Regions from separate parts of the Zea mays genome. Here regions 2 and 3 are each linked to region 1. The links are chromatin contacts, called in public Hi-C maps. All regions are on one chromosome and are shown on one strand. The core of a region is the stretch at or near the end of the contact, and the rest is flanking DNA. Distances in the headings are between cores, read along the strand shown. Region 1 holds the start of LOC100284799 (acetolactate synthase/ amino acid binding protein). Region 2 has its middle 15 kb from the start of LOC103655549. Region 3 holds the start of LOC103655544.

What was found. A called contact is a pair of places that touch in the nucleus more often than the background predicts.
Region 2: a Hi-C map of tassel shows a contact between it and region 1, with 2.9 times the contacts expected there. The contact joins the enhancer-like site here to the promoter of LOC100284799 in region 1. A contact is called at or near these places in 2 of 25 Hi-C or Micro-C datasets (ear and tassel).
Region 3: a contact with region 1 is called in a Hi-C map of endosperm, with 2.9 times the contacts expected there. The contact joins the promoter of LOC103655544 here to the promoter of LOC100284799 in region 1. A contact is called at or near these places in 6 of 25 Hi-C or Micro-C datasets (ear, endosperm, leaf and 1 more).

What each region holds. Positions count from the first base shown.
Region 1 is chr4:140,235,921-140,240,234 of Zm-B73-REFERENCE-NAM-5.0, reverse strand. LOC100284799 (acetolactate synthase/ amino acid binding protein) reads left to right here and starts at 2,303. Exons shown (of 13, transcript NR_182111.1): 1 at 2,303-2,681; 2 at 2,810-3,023.
Region 2 is chr4:140,427,803-140,432,116 of Zm-B73-REFERENCE-NAM-5.0, reverse strand. No RefSeq gene overlaps it. Among protein-coding and RNA genes, the nearest start is that of LOC103655549, 15 kb to the right of the region's middle. Within about 2 kb of position 1,851, at least 16 of the 20 cell types and tissues checked have an H3K27ac peak or open chromatin away from gene starts, as enhancers often do. A contact at or near this core is called in ear and tassel, where this site is marked.
Region 3 is chr4:140,059,902-140,064,215 of Zm-B73-REFERENCE-NAM-5.0, reverse strand. It overlaps LOC103655544, which reads right to left and starts at 2,365. Exons shown (of 8, transcript XR_002269158.2): 1 at 2,065-2,365; 2 at 1,892-1,966; 3 at 1,338-1,371; 4 at 1-799.

The sequences.
Region 1 (4,314 bases), core at 1,054-3,553:
TGCCGCGAGACGTGCGCACACCAAAAGAGTGTAAACGGTAACAAAAAGGAGCATAACGCGTATATATAATTGACGTAACAGTGTATTACAGTAAACCAGTAAAGCGTGCGCGCCGGTCAGAGCACCTGGTCGGTGTCTGGTCGGGGCTTCCTGTTGTTAGAGAGAGCCCAGGGCTCTAAATACTATATATATATATATATATATATATATATATATATATATATATATATATATATATATATATATATATATATATATATATATATATATATATATATATATATATATATATATATATATATATATATATATATATACTGGGAGCTCACGGCTTCTAATAGTTACAGAAAGTCAGCCGCCTCTAGACCACACGTAACAACAAGGTGCATGCGGTCACACCTCCCCTCTGACCCGACTAGCCTGACTACCTCCACCCCCACGGGCCCTGCATGCGTACAAATTTAGAAAATTGGTTGGCATGCATAGAAACAACAAATCTTATTTGAATGCTTTATTATGTACATAAATATAGAATCTCTATAACCGCCATGCAGCTAGACTCGTTAGAAACATTTTATGATATATATACTAGTACAAAGTATGCTACACGGTGTAATTATTTATGCAATACGGTACGCTGCATAGAAAATTAGTTTCCTGCTGCATGTGCATAAATTTAGGATGACAAGAATGTGCGTTGAGAGAAAATTGATTGACATGCATAGAAACAAAAAATCTGATTTAAATGCTTTATTTCCCTATAAATATAGGATCTCTACAACAGTCATACAGTTAGACTCATTGGAACTAGTTTATGACATATACTAATACTAATTATGCTACACAGTATAAATATTTATGCAGTGTGGTACACCGCGTAAAAAATCTATTTTCTGTTGTATGCATACAAATTTAGGATGACAAGAATATGCGTTGAAAGGAAATGGATTGGTATACACGAGATTTATGAAAATCGTGGCAAATGACCTCATTTCTTAGAGCAGTTACCCTTTTCTAAATTTCTAATTCATAGCGTAAATGTGCGTAAATATCTTATACATATGGCGTAAATGGTAGGAACCCAATACACACTGGATTAAATAACGAGATAATGCATAAAATCAATAAATCGTTTGCATAAAATGTGAATAGAAATATCATAAATAGACAATAGGTAGCAGAGCCATGAACTAAAATATATATCGTAAAAACCTATTTACGTTGGTATAAATATGTATACAAAATATCATAAAAACAGGGTTATCGCTTGCGTTTAGGGGAGTTGCCGACGCCACACGCGCCTCTGGGATCCACCGTCGCTCGCGGATGTTATCGATTGCGAAGCGGAGCAGCACGTCCCTGCAGCACCACAGTCGTGCCCCTGGCCCTCACTCGCTCAGCGCCTCCATCAATGACAACATCTCGCCATGCACCAGGCGCTCGACGGTGGCCACCACCACTGCTGCCGAAGCCTACCGCGCCGCGCAACCACCGTCGTCACCGGGCCTAGCGTGCGCCGCCGCCGCTTGTCCGCTTCGGGAGCACCGTCGGCGCTTGCCCACCCGCGTCGGGAGCGTCAATGTCGCTTGATCCTAGGGGAGCACCCCACCGGTCGCTCGCTTCGGGCACCGGCGCCGCTGCTCCCGAGATCGCCACCGCTCGCTTGCCCGAGAGAACCGCCACTAAAACCTAATCCCTACCGGCTTGGGGTGCTTTTATAGCCGCCTGAACCTGGTGCGGCTGAAACCGGATGACACTGTTGAACTAGGGCTTTCTCTAGTTATTGAAAGCACATGACTCCAAATATATAAACTATATATATATTAATAAATATGTATCTATATACTATGTTCAATAAAATAAATTGATACTCGTTGTGATGCTATGTTCCAAATCAAATAATTATCTAAAATATAAATCTGAATTTGAATTATCTATTTTGCATTTGTATTCTATAGTATTTATATTCACATTCAGTTTAAAATATACTAATAAATAGTGACATCTAAATTCGTTTTCATACTTACCTGAACCGAATCAATCCCTGCTCTCAGCTTCAACGGGATACCAGTGCAGTCACGGGATCTGGGCGGCGGTCCCGCGCGTGCCCGCAGCGGCGCAGCCCGACGCGACAGCAGGGTCCACACCACCCGGCGATTTGCGCGCGGATCACACGCGTAGCGACAGCCTCCCCCTCGGCCTCGAATGGGCTCTGAGCCACTGACTACGCACAGCGGGGGTAGGCCCGTCATTTCGGCTGATGGTCCCTGCATAAACCCTACGGCTAAACAATAGCCAGCCCACCAACCAGCGAAGCAGCCCACCACTCCTACCCCTCCATCCGGCCACCGAGCTAGCACGACTTGACGCCCACACTGCCAAAGTGCCAAGTGCCACTGCCCCTGCCACCAGCCCACCACCAGACCCGCCACCTTCGCGCTCCACGGCAGCGGCATGTCCGTCGCCTCCTCCCACCGCCTGCGACCGTCGCCGTCGGGCCCGGCGCGGCGCCCGGGATCCGCGGCGCCGCGCGTAGCGTTCTGGCCAGCCGGTGCCTCGCCCCCGTATCGCGGCCGCTGCACCGTCGTGGCGGCGGCGGCTGCCGCTGGCGCCGGCGGCGAGGCATCTTCGGCCCCCGTGGCTGTGTCGGCTGTCGCCCCCGCGGGCGCTGCCAGGGACAAGTAAGCACCCCACCTTGCCCGCCGAAATGCGGCCTCCTTGTTTCTTAATCTCTCGCGGCGCGCGGGATTTCTCCGTTCCTTTTTCTTCTTCTGATGACGCTGCTCGGGTTTTCTGGCGTCAAATGCAGGGTGCGGCGCCACACGATTTCGGTGTTCGTCGGGGACGAGAGCGGCATGATCAACCGGATCGCAGGGGTGTTCGCCAGGAGAGGCTACAACATCGAGTCGCTCGCCGTGGGGCTCAACAAGGACAAGGCCCTCTTCACCATTGTCGTCTCCGGGACCGACAGGGTGCTCAACCAAGTCATCGAGCAGCTCAATAAGCTTGTCAACGTCCTGAGTGTGAGTCCGCCTTCTCAAAATTTAGCGAAGCCACGCGAATCCATACTTGATTTTGATGTCCCCGGTTGGAGCACCGGGTGACAATTCAGTAGTACAGTGGATTTCTGTTCCATGAGTTCAGCTCTCCTGAATCTTCTATCCTTTTTATTCTGTTAGGATCATTTCCACTTTCGTGGAGCATCTTTTGTGTAGCTAGATAGAACGTGGACAACTTTTTTCTTCTTTCCTGATTTGGTCATAATCATCTTCGAAATATTCTCTTCTCTTTCCGCCTAGAATCGCTGCCGGCCTGGCAGTCATGTTAACGTCAGGGACATACTGCTTTGTAGCCTTGTAGGGGATACGGATACCTCAAATACACATCATTATTGTAAGCCGTGTATTCTGTTTATGACTTTCTGTTTGTGCACGTGTACCGTCTACCGTAAGCACAGTTGCTTTGGTTAATCATTTAAAGATTTTTTTGACTTCATTATTATAACTACGTGGTACTACCTCCATTCACAAATATACGACGCCGTTGACTTTTTTCCCCAAAACTTTAATTACTCGTTTTATTAAAAAACGAGTTATCATTTATTTTGTTGTGATTTGCTTTATCACTTAAGATGTTTGAGTGTAACTTAAAATTTTACATTTTCGAATAAATATTTTGAATAAGACGAGTGATTAAAGTTTTGTAAAAAAGTCAAAGGCGTCATATATCTATGAACGTAGGGAGTAGCACTTAGGGGGCAGACTCTCACATAAGTACGGTTTAAGAAAGGGATAAACTGAGGCAAGCCTTCCCTTGCAATCATGGTTTTTAAAGCGATATGGCGAGACAAGGCGTTGGACTGCCACCTATACGCCTAGGCGGCACCTAGGCGAGGTAGGCGAGCAAGGCGCCTGGGTGTTGGACCACGGTCTGGATGTCTATGCGACGCCTTTAAATTCATGCTCACAATGTGGAGAGGCTGCTTTGAAGTCGGTAACATGGTGACTCAGTAAGACAGTTCGCACCACTACACCAGGCCTGCCCCTCACTATAGTACTTAGTTCAATTTTAATGCTACCCTGTTTACATGTCTACTGTATCCTTTCAGTTACGAGTTATTTTGAATTTTCTTGATTATTGCCATTTGGAAATGTTGGTTTCGAAAAGATTTATTGTTCTCTCTGAATGTACTATGCGGATATTACATTGCTTTACTCTCCTGAATTCTTAGCCAGAAAAACTTCATGGCTGACCATTCCTTCACTGTTTGTGTCAACTAAATATTTAGATGGTTCTAACTGCTATGGTATTTAC
Region 2 (4,314 bases), core at 602-3,101, 190 kb before region 1:
TTTCCCCTCTTTGTTTTTGTTGAGGGATGTATTATATGACATTAATCGTTTTCAGTAAGTTACCCGGTGAACAATCTTTCAGTAAGTTATTTGAGTGATTGTACCTGTATGCTCCATATGAATGCCTTTTCGTTTTAGTATCACATCTGACATTACCAATCTTTATACCGGTAGATTCTTGATGACGGATCTAGGAAGGATATTATGCTGTCAAACGGATTCAAAAGAACTCATCTGTTCATACCAATAATTGGTGATTTTAGAGCAAATACAATTGTTGTAAATGTTGCAATTTTATTGTTATGGTTCTGTGAACAAATATTTTGATATTTGAACAAAGGTTTGCTTGCATGCATCAATAATTCTATTGTTAGCTTGCTTATTGTTGCCTATAATTCTCAATACTCTCGAACAGTCAACCTATATCGCTTACAATGTCAACAACTTAAAGCCAACTTACTTCGACATTTTTTACATCTTAACTGTCCCGCCAGGCTGTTAACTAATGCTTCATGTGCTTTGAATGCTATTTCCTCCCATTTTACTAATTGGTCTAATCCATGTTGCCTGTGATATTTGCATTGTGTGCCCCTGTTTTAAGTTGGCGACTGAATGTTTGTGCTACTTCCAGTTGCTAACTGAAGTACTCCACTTCTCTTGGTTGTATGCACAGTGATCAGGATGTTGGATTCCATGAAACAGCGGAAGGGCCTGTTCGGACGGTCAACAAAGGCGACTTCCATACTGCAATGGATCTAGGAGTCCATGGCAACGGAGAGCTGGAAGCTGGTGGATCCATGTCCAGAGCTTGACCTTACATTTTGTTGAGCGAACAAAGAAGCATTCTATTCATGAAACTGAGCTTGATTAGTATGATGCATAGAATGCTACGCTGTAAGCAGTTGCAACATCGCGAGCGCCGACATCAAAAGCCTCGCCCCTGTCCCTACACACACCTCTCAAACGACATTGCGATGCCAAGCTATGCTACATTTTTCCATTTACAGATTTGTTTTCGTATAGTTTGATAATAGTTTATTAACCTAATTTCTAATCGATTCTGTAGGTTGGTCATTCATGCTTGGCAACAACATAGCTGATTCCTAGGATTTTCAACTCCGGGCACAACAGGTACGTTTAATTAGCATGTACGACCTTCCCAATTTTTAAATTGTACCTTTTGGATTTATAACACACTTTACAATTGTATAAGATGTATATGTACATCTTCCACACGACATAATATTGTTATAATTTATATTACAAATTTTCTTCCTATGCGCGTTACTAGTCAGTTCAAACGAAACACTAAACATACAGTTGCAGGTAGGTCGAACCGTGGCATTAATCGGAAGCGGAAGCGAACAAAAAGCTGCTTTAAGAATTGTCAGATGAGCCGCGAGTGCGCGTGCTTCTGGCCAAGTACAAGCATGCTGTTCAGCTGTTGTGCGCTCCCTCTAGTAGCACATGAGTCTAAAAATACAATCTTGGCAAGTATAGAAAACTAAGCTACTGAAAATTCCGGTTGTCATGCCAATAAAAAACGGACAGCTAGGCGTCCCGCTAAAGCCGATGACGACCGTCGAGTGCTTGCTGGAAGAGGAGACGTGACGTAAGCAAGCTGAGTGATCACAAAGGGAGATGCCATGCCACACGCGGTTCCTACGTCCACGTCCACGTCCACGTCGGCTAATGGCGACTGCTTCTTATGGTTGTTCAGTGCAGTCACGGCTCTACTGTCTTTTTGAATCAAAAAACATTACTATTATTATTTGCGTGGAGGACCTCTTGCAGACCAATTGCCTCCGAGACCGGCCCAGTATAAAGTGGGCTCTTCGGGAAGGAAGCCCTCGCGTGATGGCGCGGGTGGAGGAGTTCACAGCGGAGGCAGCCAAGTGACGTGGAGAGGACAACGGTGTCGTAGGGAGGGTGAGATGAAAAAATGATCTAAATAATATAATTTATTATATTTGAGTAACTAAGGGATAGAGATATCTAGCGATCTGAACCGTTATTTTTAATAGTGTGTTAAGTCTGAGTGTAATTTGTTTGGTAGATCTAGTGAAAGTTATAGGTGCGGAGTGATTTATTTGGATATATTTTGTAAAGTTTAAATTGATAGATTATATAATGGTATAGATATACGGTGGTGGTAAGAACTAGCTCACTAAGAGCATCTCCAAAAGACTACCATAAAATCACCTCTAAAATGTAGTTTTGAGAGCAACCTAAAGCTTATTGAAAGTGTTTTTTTTGTTTCCTCCAACAGTACACCTAAAACATATTGCATGCATGTTGTGCGGCGTGGGTGGTGCAAAAGGAGGTGGGACAAAAGGTTGGATGAGCCAATGGGAGACGTTGGATGCGGGCTAGAAATTTTTTGGGGGAACCAAAACATTCCCTCTTTGTAGCTATAAATTAGAAAAAAATTGGGGTTGTGAAATAATGGAAAAGGTTTAGGAGAGATGTTGGAGGCTTGTTTTTTTCTTTTTCCCTTTAATTTCAAGTTAGGGGAGATGTCGGTACCCTGAATCAGGGGTATCCTCTTCTACAGTATGAAGACGCTGTACACGTACGACGTCTCCTGGCCACACGGAGAACGGCACCCGACCCCACCATATGGGCAAGTCTAAGGGCACCACGTGGCGAGGAAAGATAATACACCCCAGGGTGCATCATTGGGTCCGAACCTCCACAGAGGGACACCGGACCCCTGTGCGTACAGTCCGGAATTCCCAAGAAGGCATGTCAGATCCCTCGAATGGGCCCCAGGTCTCTCCGAGTAAGGTCCGGACCACGGCAAGGCCCCGGGACGGGGAGAACCCCGGCATGAGTAAGGGTCCGGTGCTGGCACGTGTCCAGGCCTTGCCCTGCGCTCCCCGCTCAGGAGGAGACCCGCTGTTGGGGACTTGCTCTCAAATGCTATGAATTAAGAACAAGGCAACATAAAATGTTAAATATTAATGCCCTTCGTCCGCTGAAGCATTATTTCCCCAAGGATTTAATGAACTTCGGACGAAGACCATGAGCGGAATACTACGGAGGTTTCACCTTCGTAATTAAAATTACAAAGATAATACAAAATAATGTACAATGTAAAACATTAAAATATTGTTCACATATATTATTATATGAATCTAAGATGTTTGAATATAACGGTTAAGTACATTTATACCTTTGCCTTGACAAACAATAATTTCCGAATGATGCGTTTGCAATTACAGGAATGCGTGAACAGTAAAGGAATACTGTTCACTATTTATAGGCACAGGACACAGCCTGTGAGGAATTATAATCATGCTCTTCATAAAAGTTTACAACAATGACTCAGACCCTTATGGACTAAAAGGTCATTCTATCTTTAAGTCGGTTCGACCCTTCATCTTCGGATATGTTGTAATACCGAAGCTTCATGAATGGTGCCTTCGGCGTCACGTACGAGTAGCCGAAGCCGAAGCTGTTTCTTTTTGCAGGACCTTCGGCGACGAAGCATGGTCCCAACAGTAGCCCCTTCGCGGTGCTAGATCGTTTTTCGTAACGAGCTTGATCCGTGAAAAAAGTCTCTTAGGCTTCAGGAAGCCGAAGGTCCGAAAAACACCTTCCCTGAGCTCGTTGTCGAGAAACGATACAGTTTTCGAGCGCGTAGCGGTCCCACCATGCAGGTTCACTATTTTGGTTTTTGCGGCCCACCATGCAGTGGGTGCGAGCAACTGTTTGCCTGGTGTAAAAATCCTGAGGATTCACCTTCTTACCTGCAGCACTATATAAACAGACAGGTAGGTGTGAAGTTACTACATCATTCATTGCTATTGCACTGTTTTGCTGCCAAAATTTTTAATCATAGCCGAAGCTTGACTTTCGCATTCAAACGAAGCTCCAGTTTGGTGCCTGCTTCGTCAGAAGAGCTTCGGAAGAAAGGTTATTAATTTTCAAGAAATTTTCAAGAAATTCAAAATCAAATGGCCAGAGTGCGTTCTACTGCTAGAGTTGAGCGCGAAGGAGACGAAGCCGAAGCTGTGGAAACTGTTCCTATCTCGGAAGCAATGAAGCGATCTGGATTGGTGACATCGGAAGACAACCCTGCTGCTGAAGCAGAACAAGCAGATATTGAAGAGACTGATTCTGAAGGTGATCATAGTATCGCAGTACCGAGCAAGCCTAGCCACCTGGACTTCGGAAAGTCAACCATCTCCAAGGCTGATTTTCCGAAGATGGTAAAGTCGGGCTACTTTAGCGAAGATGAGAAAAAGCTGATTCGCTTCGGTGGGGAAGAAACTACCCCGAAGCCACAGAAAGATGAGATAGTGATTTTCA
Region 3 (4,314 bases), core at 1,116-3,615, 180 kb after region 1:
ATTTCAGCTTCGCATGCTTGAGATTTGGAAGTGACCAAAGGGCATTCAGGATATCATTCTGCAAAGAAATAGTTTCTTTTGCAAAGGGGAAAAACTCTGATTGTGAAATACTCACATTTTTCAGCTTCTGCTTCTGATATAAGTTCACCACTGACATTGCCTTTGCTAATTCCTTTGGCAGGTAATTACCTTCCTCAAGTTCTGTTAAAATCTTGTTGCACCTTTTTCTTATCATTTTGATTATATGCATTCTTTTGGAAAAGCTAGCAGTTAATCCAAATTTTGGGGCACATGATTTTCCTTTAATCTTCCTATTCATTGCAACAAGACCCTGCATTGGCATTCCATCAAGCTCATCCAACGCATGCTTAATAGAAGACAAAAGTTGTGGTGACACAGGTGTGACAAGCCTCACAGAACCAGATCGATAGCTGCATGGATTTCTAAAAATATTGAATAGCTGGCATGCAATATCATTCTGATCCAAGCTGGCCAAGTAACTTGGAAGGTGAGAATTTACAATTTTTTCCATTACAGACCTAGTCTTATCAAAAGTAACCTTGTCATGACTGACAACACAAGCCACTGACTGAAGTGTTTCATAGGTCAATTTGCTGATTGTGTCCTGCATGACACCAAGATATTCTGGTCCAAGTGGTTCATTTTCCTTCTTCTGGAAGTCAAAAAGCTGGAGGCCCTCCAGAACTAAGTGATGGGTATAGCCATTGCACTCTGAACTCCAAATCCTTTTAATGTTACCTCTCACTTTATCACAAGATCTCTGAAAAAATGGTCCCCACTAAATTCACATTTTATATTTTGAAGTGACATAATGCAACCGAAATTGCTGTTATATTAACTAGTATAAGCCAGGAAACTGATAAATGGTTCCAAAACGATCATAAGATCATTGCAGGGTAAGGAAAATTTATATAGCCATGACAAAACCATTTTTGAAGAAATACAATTAAATTGAACCATGTTCAAAACAACATCAGACATAGCACTAGAGTACCATGTGCAATAGTTCCTAACTTGGCGCTAGAACATGTCTTCCATAAGTTTTAAGCATTATGTATTTAACTGATTATTGAAATAAAGTCCTTTGAGTACACACCTAACTTATTCTTGAATAAAACTTATACAGTGAAAATAGAGTATTTATTACTTCACATATTTCGCTAATACCTTAAAGACCTAAACACATAGGTGGAGGGATTTGAATAAGTGGGAGAAACCATATGTGCACATAGTACATAAGCCATGAACTGATGTTAGTAAGAATGCAAAATAAACACTAAGCTATATGTAGTTCTTTCCAAAGTACTAACACTTACGTCATCACTCCTGATATATGACTCAGGCAAGTACCTGCATAAGCAGAGAACTAACAATTAGACTTAGTATAGTCACTACTCACTACATACATCCTGATTGTTCTTTTTTGTGGATAGGTGGATTGGGGAGAGAGAGAGAGAGGGGTAGGGAGGGAGGGAGAGAGAATATAAATTAGGAAAACAGAGTTCGATGTGGAAACATTTCAGAGGAAGAGGGGTGTCATTACACATAATGCCATAATGGTACCCCTTATCAAAACAATTATCAGCTTTTCAGAATGAATAAGCATTGATATGAATGTTATGGCATCTAGAATGCGAGGAGTGCTTAAGAAACACAACGATTCATCAGATACAATAACACACATGAGAAAATTACCACCCAAAATGGGTTTAGCACTGAATCTGTAAAAATCAATTCCAATGTCATATGGAAAAAAAATTCAGCCCGGTTGACTCAATAAAACACTAAACTTCGGACAACTTATTAAAGAGACCAAGAAAAAGCCTGAATTAGAACACTACTCGCATCCCAGAACTTGGCGCACGCTTACACTTCATGCAAAAACTTGGGTCGCTTCGCGCGCCTGATGCAGCCATCCGGTCTGAGGATCATTGACTCCAGCCACCTGCAAATTAAGAGGGCCCCGAATCTTTTGTGATGCAGGGTGCAAAAACAGAAATGCATTCTGATCGGAGGTGCGCCGGTAGAAGAAACCACACCGACCTCCGCTTCTCGTCGACGTGGGATTGCTGATTCGAAACGAGCGCGCACAGTTCCGCTGCATCCTCGAAAGTAAACTCCATCACCACCGCTCAAGATAGCGGGCGGAGGGAGGGACTAGCTGCGCTGATAGCGGGCGCTCATGGACAAGGGTGGCAGGATACGGCTGGGGCTCTGAGGCGAGCCACGCAGCCGGCGTCGGGATCGGCCGTTCGGGACTCGGGAGAGGAGGCGAGGAGCGGAGGGGACGACTGTACACGAGACCTAGGATGGCCAAAGGAGTGGCCCAGCCTAGCAAAACTGTAAATCTAATATTTTAAAATAGATATATATGAAATTTGATACTTTCTTACACCTAAACTAAAATTTATTTTACTTTCTTAATATATTTATAAAATAATTAATGTATGTGTTATCTATCTATCCTACTTCTTAAGATAGTAGTGTAGGCGTCCACAATAATGTTGGTGCATGGTTCTGTCAGGGCTCATCCGTCATAAAGCGAAGGCCTGTAGCTGCCAGAAATATCACATTTGATTCGAGCCAGGCAGCCAGCCTCGGAACCCAAGCGCGCAGGCAACACCGCCCGTCATCCGCGCCGCCATCAACGGAAGGTGCCGAGGATCTCATACCCCGCCATCAATGAAAGGTGTCAAGGATGTCACACCCGGTTTTGGAAGGTAAACCGAATGCGAACCATGTACGTGACAGGATCAGAACTCACGTACACAACGATTACATAATTGGACATCATCACACGATTCTTGAATTAAATAGCGCAAATGTACTTAGTTACATTAAGATGTCTGAGACATCCATAGAGTCTAATACATATCCATAGTGTTTAACATTAAATCAAAGTGCGGAGTAACGAAACGTAGAATGTAAGCCTACACAGGCAACTGACTGGGGGTTTGCCACTAAAGTAAACTAAAACTCGTTGTAGTCCTGGAACTCCTCAAAGTCATCCATGTTGTCAGCTTCACCTCCTGAGCACTGAGTACAGTGGGAACAACCTGGGGTGGGGTGGTTTGTAAAGCAAGGGTGAGTACACATCAACGTACTCAGCAAATGTCCCGTTTGGCTAAAGTGGACTAGCTGTATGTGGAGTTAAGGTTAAGCAGTTGCTTTTAGTTGGTCAAGCTTTATTACTATAAGTATAGCCAAATTTTAGTAATAACCTAGTTATTACCCAGAGGCACTCCCTATAAGAGAAAATACCAGAGATCAGATTTATAACCATCATTGCTAAACATCATCATAAAAGTAACCATTGTTCTTCTAATCGAAGAGAATCCCAATGTTGCTCTTAACCGTGAGCACGGCTGATATACCAGTTTCTAACACTATGCAGAGGTTGCACACTTTACCCACAAGCCGTGATTCCCATTCTGCCCGGGGTTCTAGCCTCCCCATTGATCACTACCAAGGTGACCTAGCAGGGTCTCACTACGTAGCCTTTACAAAGATTTCCCAGAGGTCATAGCCGCCCGTTAGGTTTCTCCAGTTTGATAAACACAGTACATCTCCCCAAAGAAGGGTGACTAACAAAACCAAATCAAAGAACCTCTGCAACCAGCCTTGGCAGAGCAAGTACTGTGCCCGGACCCCATTGATGGCCCTACGGCGAAGCCAACTACTCATCTGGTTCCTCTAATTAATTAGCTAAGTGTGTCTCATTCCACCCTCATGGTTGCACTGTTATCCCGGGTTGTCACTCCCCAAACAGGTCCTTACGGAGAGGCACTCAGGAAAGAGCTTGAGCCCCCTAAAGTAATCACAAGGACCCCATCGGGATAACATCATCGTATCATAAAAGATCACATCATGTTCATTGATTAAGTTTAAGCAATAGCATAAGCTAACCATGATTAACCCAAAAAGGTAAACAAGGGTAAGGGAAATACAAACTATTCAATCCTTAAGTTTCAGTAATGTAATGCGGGACAGTGAATTATAAAGTATAGTAGGACATAGTGGGTCTGAGGACACTTGCCTTCACCAGGTTGTTGCTAAGGGAGGTCTCCAACAACACACTCAGGAACCTCGGACAGCTCGTTGTCTAAGTAAAGCGAGCATACATTCAATACATTCGGAAAAGTATAAATGAACAGCACATCAAACATTTACAATCATTGACACATAACTCAAAAAGGTACAACATTAAGTGTAGGGGAATGATATCAAGTTACAAAGAAAATGGAGTAATCCTAATTGGGGAATTGATTACTCTTTAAATGTTTGGGACATAAC